Linked DNA regions of Mus musculus: region 1 is linked to region 2. A link is a contact called in public promoter capture Hi-C data. All regions are on one chromosome and are shown on one strand. Each heading gives the region's core, a stretch centred on a gene start, on an enhancer-like site or on the middle of the called end of the contact. The rest is flanking DNA. Distances are from core to core; before and after follow the strand shown.

Region 1 (5,836 bases), core at 1,513-4,012, 94 kb after region 2:
CAGGGGGAGGGGAGGCACCAGGAGCTTTAGGCAGGGGTCACATGGCATCCACTGTGTGGAAAGAGAATGACGTCATTAGGGTGGCCTTGCACCCTTTCTGTATTTGAATTTGTCACATTCTGTTCTCAGCCTCCTCAGTAGCTAGGATGGCAGGCTCATGTCACAGACCCAGCTCTATTATAAAGCCACCAGGGCTCTGCCACAAGGCAAAAGTCCCTTTCCTAATCATCTCCCAAAGGCCCCACTGTGTACAGATAGTCTTTGTCTTAATATCTCCCAGTGAGGATTGTAGCTGGGGACGGCACAGACACATTCCAGCTCCCACACGCAGGAGCTACCGGAGAAACGGCCAGATTAGACGCTGAAGGGCTTGATCATCAGTCTACATGATTGCTATGTTGGCCACCAGCTGTGGGGATTAACCAAGTGGCTTCAGTTTAACTTCCTGTCAAGTAAGATCCCACTTAACTTAGCTTTTTCTTTTCTATTTTCATTTTTCCTCCCCCTCCCCTTATGTGTGTGTGTGTGTGTGTGTGTAAGTCTCTGTGTGTGCAAGTGTGTGTGTGTGTGTGTGAGAGAGAGAGAGAGAGAGAGAGGGAGAGAGAGAGAGAGAGAGAGCATACACAGCTTCGCCTGCTCAGGTGAGGTGAGCGTGGTCCCAGCAGAGGCTGGAGGCTGGAGTTCCAGGAGCTCAGGCTGAGCTCTTAATGGCTGAACCGTGTCTCTGGTCCCCCAGTCCCTAGTCCCCATCTTGTTGTGTTATTGTGACAAGGTCTCACGTAGCTCAGATTTTGAAAAAGATTTATTGGGCCAGGCATGGTGGGCTGGGCCTTTAAACCCAGCACTCAGGAGGCAGAGACAGGCAGATCTCTATGAGTCTGAGGTCAACCTGATCTATAGTGAGTTTCAGGACAATGTAGACAGATTGCTTTGAAAAAAAAAAAAACAGCAACCAAAAAGATGTATTTAGGGCTGGTGAGATGGCTGAGCAGTTAAGAGCACTGCTCTTCCAGAGGTCCTGAGTTCAATTCCCAGCAACCACATGGTGGCTCACAACCACCCGAAATGAGATCTGATGCCCTCTTCTGGTGTATCTGAAGACAGCTACAGTGTACTCACATATAACAATAAATAAATCTTAAAAAAAAAAAAAAAAGGACTGGTGAGATGGCTCAGTGGATAAGAACACCTGACTGCTCTTCCGAAAGTCCAGAGTTCAAATCCCAGCAACCACATGGTGGCTCACAACCATCCGTAACGAGATCTGACTCCCTTTTCTGGAGTGTCTGAAGACAGCTACAGTGTACTTACATATAATCAATAAATAAATCTTTTTTAAAAAAAAAAAAAGGATGTACTTATTTTGTGTGCATGTTTGTGCCTTGTGTTTCATGAATAAGGCTGAGTACAACCCGCTAGACTCTGCTCCTCTGGCGGCCTCACCAGTCCAGGGGTGGCACTGACTCTCGCTGTTTTCTTTTGTGTGTGGTGTGAGCAACTTGAGAGTTGAGTACTGAGGTAACCTTATCTTCCTCTGCAACTCTCTGCCTTTGTTCCTTTCTTTTTTTGTGTGTGTGTCAGGGTTTCTCTGTGTAACCCTGGCTGTCCTGGAACTCACTCCGTAGACCAGGCTGGATTCGAACTCACAGAGATGTGCCTGCCTCTGTCTCTCAAGTGCTGGGATTATGGCGAGAGCCACCTCGAGCTCTGTTTTTTTCAGGGTCTTACTATGCAGTCCTGCCTGACCTGGGACTCGCTGAGATTAAATGTGTGCGCCACCATGGCCAGTTTATGCCCATTGTCTGACAACATTTCCTGAGGAAACGAAATACACTTGTCCCCTCACCCTAGATAGGGAACCCAACAGACCAAAGTGGGGCGGATACCACCAAAGACCAACTTGGTGAACCATGAATTTTACTGGGGTTACTTACAGGAATAATGGGTGTGGAGTTACAGGAGAAGTGACTCAAAAACCGCTATATCACCAAAGCCCATCTCAGCATGGGTGACAGTTTCCAAAGCTGGGAACCTGGAGCACACAGCACAGCCTGCAGACAGCTCAGCAGGTTGGAGGCTGACCTTTCCGGGTGCCTCAGTTGGTCTAAACCTCCTCCAGACAGTTCTTTTTTGTCTGAGAGTCTTTGTAGTTTTATCCCTCTTGCAGCACAGCCTCATCTCCTCCAAGAGGGACTCTCAGTCTTTATTCTTTTCTCAGGCAGGGAGGGTCTGGTGGATGTGTCAGTTTGAGGGAGTTTGAAGCTACTTTGTTGTTCTTTGCCTCTCTGCCGGATAGAATGTTTGTAGTCTCTGAGGCTGCCACACAGACACACAGGAAGACCTCAGTTCATTGATGCTGTTCTCCTCACTCCTCCCCATCCCCACCCCCACCCCAGGGTTTCTCTGTGTAGACCTGGCTGTCCTGCAACTCTGTAAGACCAGGTTGCTTTTGAAGTTATACAGATCTGCCTGCCTCTCACTCTCAAGAGCTGGGACTAAAGGCATGGTCGCTACCCCCAGCTGAATGACTCCATAAATGGATTCTTGGAATTCACACCTGGGTCCTCACGCTTATAGGTCAAGTGCTCTTTACTCATTTAGCTGTAGCTTAAACTTCCCATTCTCCTACCTCTATTCCCCAAGGGTTGCCATGGCGTGTGGAGCACGTGTGTATTCAGCCCCAGGAGTGGAGGACTTCGTGCCTCTGAGACAGGGGCTTTATTCACTTCCCCTCCCTACTCTGGCACTCAGCTTTCTGTTCAGATTGTCTGGTTTTGTGGTTACAAAGACCCAGGCTCCCATCCTGCAGGGGGTGAATCAGCCTCCATTACCAGAAAGTTTTGCAAGCATCCCCTCCTCTCTCATCCCTAAGCAGCTGAGCTTAACGAGGGCTGCCGGAACCCATCAGACTGTGCCAGGAGTGGTCTAGGTTTTCCCCAAGAGGCCTCAGTGCCAGGCTGGAGCCAAGCCATTCCTGTGCCTTCTCTACATTTAAGTAAAATTGCATTTATCTATTATGTGTGTAGAGGCCTGCAGGCAGGCATGCTCACTTCCTTGCCTGCACACAGACGTCAGAGGTCAGAGGCTAACTTGCAGGAGTCAGTCCTTTGTCTTCAATATGTGGGGCCTGGGGATGGAACTCAGGTCATCAGCCTCAGCAGCAAGTACCTGTATCTTCTGAGCCATTTCACAACTCCCCCCGCCCCCTACTCCGCACCCCGCACCCCGCACCCTGCAATCTAAGATCTGTCTGAAGGTTAATCCAAATTCTATCTTTCTGTCACTGTCAACTGCTAGACAACACGGACATCTCCTTCCTTCACCGGGTCTATGTTATTGCTCAGTCACTCTTAGTGGCTCCCACGTGCCCATCAAACCTAAGCTGGGGGTGGGCAGTTTAGGAGACCTGGTTACACGAGTTTCCCATGTAAAGAGGGTTGCAAGGTGTCAACAGTACCTGTCTTCATGTGGCTGTCCCTTGGGCCAGGGGTCCCAGTTGACACTAGAAGCATGAAATACTCCCTTACCTTTCTCCCCACTCCCCTCCCAACCTTGCTATCAAGAGACACAGTTTCCTGCAGTTTCTTCATGCTTTTAATAGTTGAGGGTTTAACTATTAGCATGATTAATTCTCATGGAATTTGTTTGCCTCTGAGTCAGGACAAGGTTAAATTTATTGTCTTCCACTTACATATCAGGTATACTGACTTAAAGACTTGCTTAATCTGTGGACTGAAAATTTGTAGCTGAGGCTCACTTTCTGTTACCGTGTAGTAGGCCCTCAGGTTACTGTGTAGCTGAGGCCAGCTATGTCTATGTGCTCCTAATAATCTTCCCAAAGGCACCTTCTTAATGCTGGGTCAACAGGTAAGGGGCATGGGCAAGATTTTATTATTTATTACATGCAAGTACACTGTAGCTGTCTTCAGACACTCCAGAAGAGGGCGTTAGGTCTCATTACAGATGGTTGTGAGCCACCATGTAGTTGCTGGGAATTGAACTCAGGACCTCTGGAAGAGAAGCCAGTGTTCTTAACCGCTGAGCCCCAACAATGTTTTGTCTTGTTTTGCTTTGTTTTTAAAAAGCTGGGGGCTGGAGAGATGGCTCAGCAGTTAAGAGCACCGACTGATCTTCCAGAGGTCCTGAGTTCAATTCCCAGCAACCACATGGTGGCTTACAACCATCTGTAATGGAATCTGATGCCCTCTTCTGGTGTGTCTGAAGACAACAACAGTGTACTCATAGGCATAAAATAAATAAATAAATCTTAAAACATACACACATTGTCTCACTGTGTAGCACTGAGTTGGAACTCCCTATGTAGACCAGGCTGGCCTGGAACTCAGGAGATCCACGTGCCTCTACCTCCAGAGTGCTGGGATTACAACTGTGTGCCACAGTGGCCTGCAGATCTCTAAGTTCCAGGGCTACACGGAGAAACCGTGCCTTGAACACCACCCCTCCAATAAATAAATTTTTTTAAAAATTAAAGTCTTGGGGGCTGGTGAGATGGCTCAGTGGGTAAGAGCACCCGACTGCTCTTCCAAAGGTCCTGAGTTCAAATCCCAGCAACCACATGGTGGCTCACAACCATCCATAATGAGATCTGACGCCCTCTTCTGGTGTGTCTGAAGACAGCTACAGTGTACTTACATATAATCAATAAATAAATAAATCTAAAAAAAAAATTTAAAGTCTTTATTTACTTTTGTGCATTTGTGAGTGCCTGCATATATGCTCATCACATTCCTGCATGGTCAGTCTTCTTAGAGGTAGGAAGAGGGTGTCTCATCTCCTGGAACTGGAGTTACAGCTGCCATGTGGGTTTGGGGAACTGAATTCCCATCCCCTGCAAGAACAGCAAATGCTCTTAATCACTGAGCCATCTCTACAGCCCTAAGTGTTGAAGCTTTTTTTTTTTTTTTTTTCACCAGGGTTTAAGCTATGTAAGTCAGAATGGCCTCAACTCAAGGCAGTTCTCCTGCCTCAGCTTCTCAGGCCATGCATAGGTGGCAGTTGTAGGCCACCAAGCCTAGCATTAGAGGAAAGAGTTTTGGGATTGGATTGAACCCTAAGGCTTTACAGAAATTAAGCTACTTAGCGCTCTATCTCAAAGGAACTGGATATGAAGCAAGACACCTCGGGCTCTGCCCTGAGCCCTGCTGGAAGGAGCAGTCATCACCCTGCTGGTTCTCACTGAGAGACAAAGATTTGGATATGAAGGATGAGGTGCACTTGAGGCTGTGAAGAGTGGTGGGGTCAGGGGGAGCCCATGCGAGGGAGCCACTAGAAAGTGTCATTGAGGATGTGGTTGTAGAGGCGACCACTTGGTTTGACTGTCCTGAAGGAACTGTCCGAGAACAGAAGTGGCTTGTTGCCTGGGACCAGATCTCCTCTGTCCACTGCTAAATCTAGGTGAGGTGTGGCCAGCTGGTGTGAGGGCTGCTTGGGGCTTTGGGAAACAGAGGGAGTTTCTTTGGGAGTTCTGGTCAGCCTCACTCATGACTTGGAGCTTTTGGCCCTGCCTGTTTGTTGAAGCCTGTGGCTTAGGGGTCACCCAAGGCTTCCTTACCGAGAGCCAGGGGAGGGGAGGTAGCCTTTTTCTAAGGACAACTGATTAGAGAGCAGAGCCTGGCTGGGTGTGCTGGACTGGGAGGCGCTGCTGGAGAGGTATGAGTGTTTCTTGTGTGAGGGAGCTACTCAGTGCTTTCACATGTTAGGCACTAAGCTGGAGCACTGAGTCAGGGCCCCAGCACCACACCGGGGGATTCTGCCACTGAGCCGGGGCCCTAGCCCCTCACTGGGGGATTCTTATATGTCCTCGTGTGTACACCTA
Region 2 (6,420 bases), core at 2,890-5,389:
CACTTGGTTTATGTGAGGTGGGCATGGAACCCAGGGCTTCACGCATGCTGGGAAAGTGTCCTAGCAATCCAGCAGCACATGGGCCCTCTGAAGATGGTATGCCCTATGCACAGTGTGCCTGTGCGGTCACTGCCACCCATCTGGTGAGGTCAGGTGTGGACGGCACATGGTGTTCAAAAGCCTTGGGTGCACTTCAGAGTTGGTGATATTCAGAATGCAGTCGTGTCCAGGGGACTTTTCTAGTCACTGCCACCCAAGAGCAAGGCTTTCCCCAGCACTGTCCCATTACTTTCTCTTGCAGACTTCCTGCACTGAGAAACGAAAATGAAAGCAATACCAAGTGAACCCAGGGAAAGCCAAGCAAAGCTGGAGCCTGCATGGGTGAGGCTGGCGGGTGCTGGTGCCTGCCTGCTCATCACACTTTGCCCTGCTCTGGAGGAGATCAAGACAGGGTTTCTCTCTGTAGCCCTGGCTATCTTGGAATTCCCTTGGTAGATCAGGCTAGCCATGAACTCAGAGATCTGCCTGCCTCTGCCTCTGCCTCCTGAGTGCCGCCACCACCACCACACACACACACACACACACCACTTTTTTTAGACAGAGTCTCGCTGTGTAGCTCAGGCTGGCCATCACAACTTTTAACCCCAGGGAGATCAGGCTGCTGAGGCACTGGGAGGGCACATCTTTACCTATTCCTAAGGGCTCTCTGTATTTGGATTAGGGGCTCAGAATCTGAGTTTTTGGGCCAGCAATGTGGCTTTGTGGGTAAAGGCACTTTTCTGCCAGGCCTACCTGAGTTTAACCTAGAAACGTATATAAGGTAGCGAGAGCCACCTCCTGCAATTTGTCCTCCGACTTGCACACAAGATCAGTACATGTATACACACACAAATAAATATAATCTTTTTTTTTTTTTTAACTTCTTCAGAGTTTGGTGTTACTCAGCACTCAGAAAGTGACAGCAAAGACAGGACTTAAAACAAAACAAAACAAAAAGCAACTTCAATAGCCAGGTGTGGTGGCACATGCGGCCTTTACTCCCAAAGGCAGGAAGATCTCTGTTAGTTCAAGGCCAGGCTGGTCTACACATTGAGGTCCATGACAGACAGGACTGTTACCCTGTCCTGAAAAACAAAAATAAATAAAACAAAAAAGCTTCAGCTAAAGAAGACTGTCAAGCCAGGTGTGGTGGCGCACGCCTTTCATCCCAGCACTTGGGAGGCAGAGGCAGGCTAATTTCTGAGTTCGAGGCCAGCCTGGTCTACGGAGTGAGTTCCAGGACAGCCAGGGCTACACAGAGAAATCCTGCCTTGAAAAACCAAAACCAAAATAATAATAATAATAATAATAAGAAGAAGAAGAAGAAGAAGAAGAAGAAGAATACTGTCAAAAAATAAGACCACAGGTGCTCACAGTTGAGGGTACTACTGGCCTCTTCCAGAAGACTCGAGTTCAAATCCCAGCACCCACATGGCAGCTCACAACTGTCTGTAACTCCAAGGTCTGACACCTCACACACAGACAAACATTCAGACAAAACGCCAATCCACAGAAACTAAAGGCAAATAATTTTTTAAAAAAGATTTAAAAACAAAAGTAAAATCAAGTTCCGGGGCACTGCTGGCCTCCATTCTATTAAGTATTGGGAGGGCGAACGTCTGTAACTACAGTACTCGACAGACTGAGACAGGAATCAGGAATTTAAAGTCATCCTCAGATACCCAACCAGATTAGGGCCAGCCTGGACTACATGAGACCCTATGGGAGAAAAGAAGGAAGGAAAAAGAAAACACCCAACAGTTTTCCTCCAGCCTGTCGCAGGGGAGAACGCCACGCTGGCCTATCCCACTTCTGAGCCCAAAGCCCGGCTTCACTCACCTCCCCGAAGTGCATGTAGATATACTCCCGGGCACGCTGGTGCAGTTCAGTGCAGCCGATCTGCTCCGCGAAGTTGGCGATGCCAATGGCGTTGCTGGGGTCCAGCTGCTGCACGAGGAAGTCGCTGCAGGCTCGAACCACGCTGTCAATCTGGTACATGACCGCCCCGTTCATCACGTGCAGGACACACTTCTCGCCCACGGAGATGGAGGCCGTGTAGGCGAACTCAATAAGCCTTTCCATGACCTTAGGGTGGATGCCTTCGATGGACACCACCTCCATGCCCTGCTCCCGAAGCCCGTTGGTGAACATGGCTTTAAAGACTGGGCTGGAGGAGGCCAGCACCACTTTGTGAGCCATGAATTGGGCAGCTGGGATGTCCTCATATTTGACCTGCAGGGTCACGTCACAGAGTTGCTGGCTCAGGCGAAGCTCGTTCATGACGCCAAAAGCCTGCTTGGTGTGATCCTCTAGTGTGTAGCTGAAGGTTCGGTTACCGTCCTGCGAGGGCGTCACCTCTGCCTTGCACTCCGTGGAGGCATACATCACTGCGTCCCCGGCCCCCTCGGGGCACTTTGACCACAGGGGCAGGAACTGGCTGCTGCGGGGAGCCCCGCTAAGCTTGGGTTCGGGCTGCATGGGGTTCCTGATGACAAGACACAGTTCCTCTGCTAGCCGTTAGGGGCCTGGAGGGAGGGAAGAGCACAGCGCTGGGAACAGAGGCTGGGTTAGACCAGACCCTGCCACTTTATTTTATTTTATTTGAGACAGGGTCTTACATAGCCTAGGCTGGCTTCCAACTCACTATGCAACCAAAGCTGGCTCCTCCCGAGTGCTGGGATTACAGTATGTGCCACCATGTCCAGCCAGGCTTCTTTTTTTGCAAGACTAAGCAATGATATCTAAGTGCAGATTTTGCCAAGCCAAGTAAACTGGACACAGCCGGCTCCATTCAAACTAACTTCTCAACTCGCGGGCCTTCAGGGCATATCATGTTCCTTTTCCTGCTCAGAATCACCCAACACCTTTCACCGAGCCCAAGAATGGAAACCCCAAATCGTCAATGGCCTGTAAAACTCCACACCCGCTTTCCAACCTCTTCACTGTTCCAGCCATCCTTCCCTCCCCTTGCCTTCGTCCAACATGTCAGATTCCTTTCAACACCACACCAACATTTACAGAGCCTGCCATTTATGTATTTGGGACTGCTCTGAGCTCCAGAGACACAGCGAGAAGACAGAAAAGGCCTAAAAATAAAGCAAGGTCTGTATAGGAAACACTAAGCGAACACCAAGCTCCTGGGGCAAGAGAGTGTGCAGCATCTGGAACACCCACGGGGAGGGATTCAGGAGACCCTTGGAGACCTGGGGCCAGGGGAGGAATTATGCTTTCAAAGAAGATGTGGGGAGACAAGAGAGGGTCTGCGTCTGGCTCCCCAGGTTCTGGGCTCAGCCTGGAGTCGCGACTCCGCGTGTTTTGTCTATTAGATCACCGTGGGGAGGGGGGGGATGAAATGCTCCAGGGGCCCCAGCTAGTGAGCGACTGTCACGCGTGACCACACTGCCGGAGCTCGGGCCTGGCATTGCGCAGGGGGCTGTGCAGCGGCCGCCCGGTACCCGGCGCCTGCTCCAGCGGCCTCCCCACCGCTCGGAGGCGCAGCCCTGACGCCGGGAGAGCCCGCAGGGCCTGGTCCCGGGCCGCGGCCTGGAGCGGCTCACTCACCCCGCCATGGCCGCGCTCTGCCTCCGCCTCCGCCGCGCGGGTCACGGTGACTAAGCACAGCGCGCCACCCTGTCACAATAAGAGTCCCGGGGCGCCGGCCGCGGGCGACCCCTACCTCTACTCGCCGCGGCCACCACCCTACGAGGGCTCACGGGCTCGGCGGCGGGGTGCGCGCTTGGAGAAGGGCACGCGCTTCCCCCCACCGCGTGCACGGCCCCACGCGCGACCGCGGGCAGCTCCCGGAGCTGGCTCCCCACCGCATCCTCCGCGGGCGCTCGCTCACCTCCGTCCCACCCCCCCGGGTGTCTCTGTAGGTGCCACGCGTCCAATCCGCGCCGCCGGGCCGCCACGCGCCGCGCTTCCGGGAAGAGAGGAGGGGGACCGGAGTGGGGGTGGAGGGCTCGGATCGGGGCAGCGGTGCTGCGGGGTCCCGGGCGGCACGCGTGGGAGGAGCGGGAGGGCGGAAACGGGCGGCGGGTACGCAGAGGCAGTTCCAGCCCTTCCTGCAGGTGCCGGGCGGAGGGAGCAGGGCGTGGGTCTGGGCGGCCCTAGGAGGCTGCCTCCGGGTTAGGCTGTCCGGTACGCCTCCAGCTGAACCTGCACCGGCGGACCCTCCCACAGCCTGCACGGTCCAACTAGACCCATCTACCTGGTTGCGATATTTATCTTCTTGTAAAATAACTTTTTAATGTTTTTATTTCAATTTGTATTTTACTTTGTGCGTGTGGGTGTTTTGCCTGTATATGTATGTCTGTGCAACGTGGGCTGTGCAGTGTCCCCTAAAGTTACAGGTGGTTGTTAGCTACCATGCAAATGGGGGAATTGAACCCTGGACCACTGCAGGAGCAGCAAGTACTCTTAACTGCTGAGCCATCACTCCAGCCTTATAACTTCTTTTTGAGACAGGCCTCATTACATAGCCCTGGCTGGCCTTGAACACACAGAAACCTTCCTGCCTCTGCCTCTGCCTCCTTCGTGTGCTGTGGTTAAAGGCTGGGATATCACTCTGGGCTTTGTGTACATTAATTTGTGTGTGTGCTTGTGTTGAGGTCGGGGACGGCTGGCAGAAACTGATTCTCTTCCCCTATGTGGAGCCTGCAAAGTGCAGCTCGAGTGCTCCAGAGACACACTCTCCTCTCTGTGTGTTCATGTTTTCATGAGGAGAGGTATGGCATTCATCTGAGGGTGTTGGAGTGTTGGAATGCCCAGAGCTGCCTCTTTGTATTTCTCGTAACATCTTTATATATTTTTAATGGTAAGAGATACTTATTTGCTGCATATGGCATTTATGAGAGAAAGTTATTTTCTTGAACTATCAAGATGGCTCAGTGGGTAAAGGAGCGTCTGGCCAATTCTGGCCACCTAAGTTCCACCTCTGGTACTCACATAGTAGTAGAAAGCTTCCTCCTTCAGGTTGTTGTCCGATAACCTCCACATACACACATAAATTAACTTTGAAACATAAAGTTAAGCCAGGCGTGGTGGCGCACGCCTTTAATCCCAGCACTTGGGAGGCAGAGGCCAGCCTGGTCTACCCAGTGAGTTCCAGGACAGCCAGGCTACACAGAGAAACCCTGTCTCGGAAAACCAGGAAAGGTGGTTTAGAACACGTGTTGCTTTTGCAGAGGACCTGGAGTCCACTGCCACGATGCCTCACAGCCATCCATAGCTCCAGTTCAAGGGGACCCCATGCTGTCTTCTGACCTCTGTGGGCACCATGCAGGTAGGTGGTGCGCAGACATACAGGCAAGCAAAGTACTCGTGTACATAAAAGGAAATAAATCTAAAAATAAGAATATTGAGGGGACACATCTGTAATCCCAGCCACCAGGGCACTGAAGCAGGAGGATTACCTCCAGTTCACAGTAAGCCTGCTCGACCTAGCAAGACCTTATATCAGAAAACAAATGAATAAATATCAAAGAAAAGGATAGTTTCAAAAGAAATTTACCACGGGAGTCTGAAGCAGAGGGTTGAATGTTTGAGAACAGCCCAGACTACACAGTGAGACTCTGTCTGGGGTCAGGGAGGCAAGGAAAGCCAGGCATGGTGTCGTATACCCTTAATTTTAGAAGAAGCAGAGACAGGTGGATCTCTGTGAATTTGAGACAAGCCAGGGCTCATAGCAAGTTCCAGGCCAGCCTGGACTGCATGGTAAAACCTTACTTTGTTCTATTAACTTAATAATTTAAACAAAACAACAACAAAAATGCAGGACAGCTGAAATTGGGACACACTTGTAATGCCAGCACCCAGGAAGCTGGAGGAGAAGGATCAGAAAAGTGAAGGACGTCCTTGGCTACAAAGTGGTACAGCCTGCCTTACATAGTGAGACCCTCTTCCAAAATCAAAATGGCAAAAAACAACAACCAAAAAACCCATCTCAGGTCATTTTCCCACAGAATATGTCTGGAAGGTCTCTACAAATCCCAACAGTGCTTTTTAAATTTGGTATTTAAATAGGGAACTGAGTACTTTTTAAATTTAATATCAGAATCTCTAAGTTCCCTACTGTTAAACCACCAAGCCAACACACCAGGAAAGATATGAGATCTGAGGGAGGGTCTCTGGGAGCCAGCCGGACTGTATCCCCACCCCTCACCCCTGCTAGCTTTTCGCGAACTTCTGGGGAAAAAATTCATTTTATGCAAGTTGGCCCGCAATCCCAACCTGAGCGCATCCCCTTCACCACCTGCTTTCACTCTGCTTGCAGTTCCCAGAATTACCTCAAGGGACGCGCTGTTCCTTAACCAGCGGCTAAAAGCAGAACCCAGGCAATTCTCAGAGCTACTGCAAGGTGGCGCCCACACCCAGAGACTT

The links. Promoter capture Hi-C pulls out the DNA fragments that hold promoters and counts their contacts.
Region 1: a contact with region 2 is called in a promoter capture Hi-C map of hematopoietic stem and progenitor cells. The contact joins the enhancer-like site here to the promoter of Keap1 in region 2. A contact is called at or near these places in 22 of 39 promoter capture datasets (the 3T3-L1 cell line, 3T3-L1-derived adipocytes, the C10 cell line and 16 more), 1 of 15 datasets of contacts at CTCF or cohesin (CD8 T cells), 12 of 484 Hi-C or Micro-C datasets (CD4 T cells, CD8 T cells, the MNK3 cell line and 8 more), 28 of 115 datasets of contacts at active chromatin or transcription factors (the 230-238 cell line, CD8 T cells, the HPC-7 cell line and 18 more) and 4 of 9 other capture datasets (adipose tissue, liver, macrophages and 1 more).

Annotation. Positions count from the first base shown.
Region 1 is chr9:21,330,084-21,335,919 of GRCm38.p6, forward strand. The region is part of intron 1 of Slc44a2 (solute carrier family 44, member 2); the gene reads left to right. Among named protein-coding and RNA genes, the nearest start is that of Gm39302, 12 kb to the left of the region's middle. Within about 2 kb of position 2,763, at least 115 of the 459 cell types and tissues checked have an H3K27ac peak or open chromatin away from gene starts, as enhancers often do. A contact at or near this core is called in the 230-238 cell line, CD8 T cells, the HPC-7 cell line and 15 more, where this site is marked.
Region 2 is chr9:21,235,193-21,241,612 of GRCm38.p6, forward strand. It overlaps Keap1 (kelch-like ECH-associated protein 1), which reads right to left and starts at 4,140. Exons shown (of 5, transcript NM_016679.4): 1 at 1,879-4,140. The coding sequence starts at 2,517.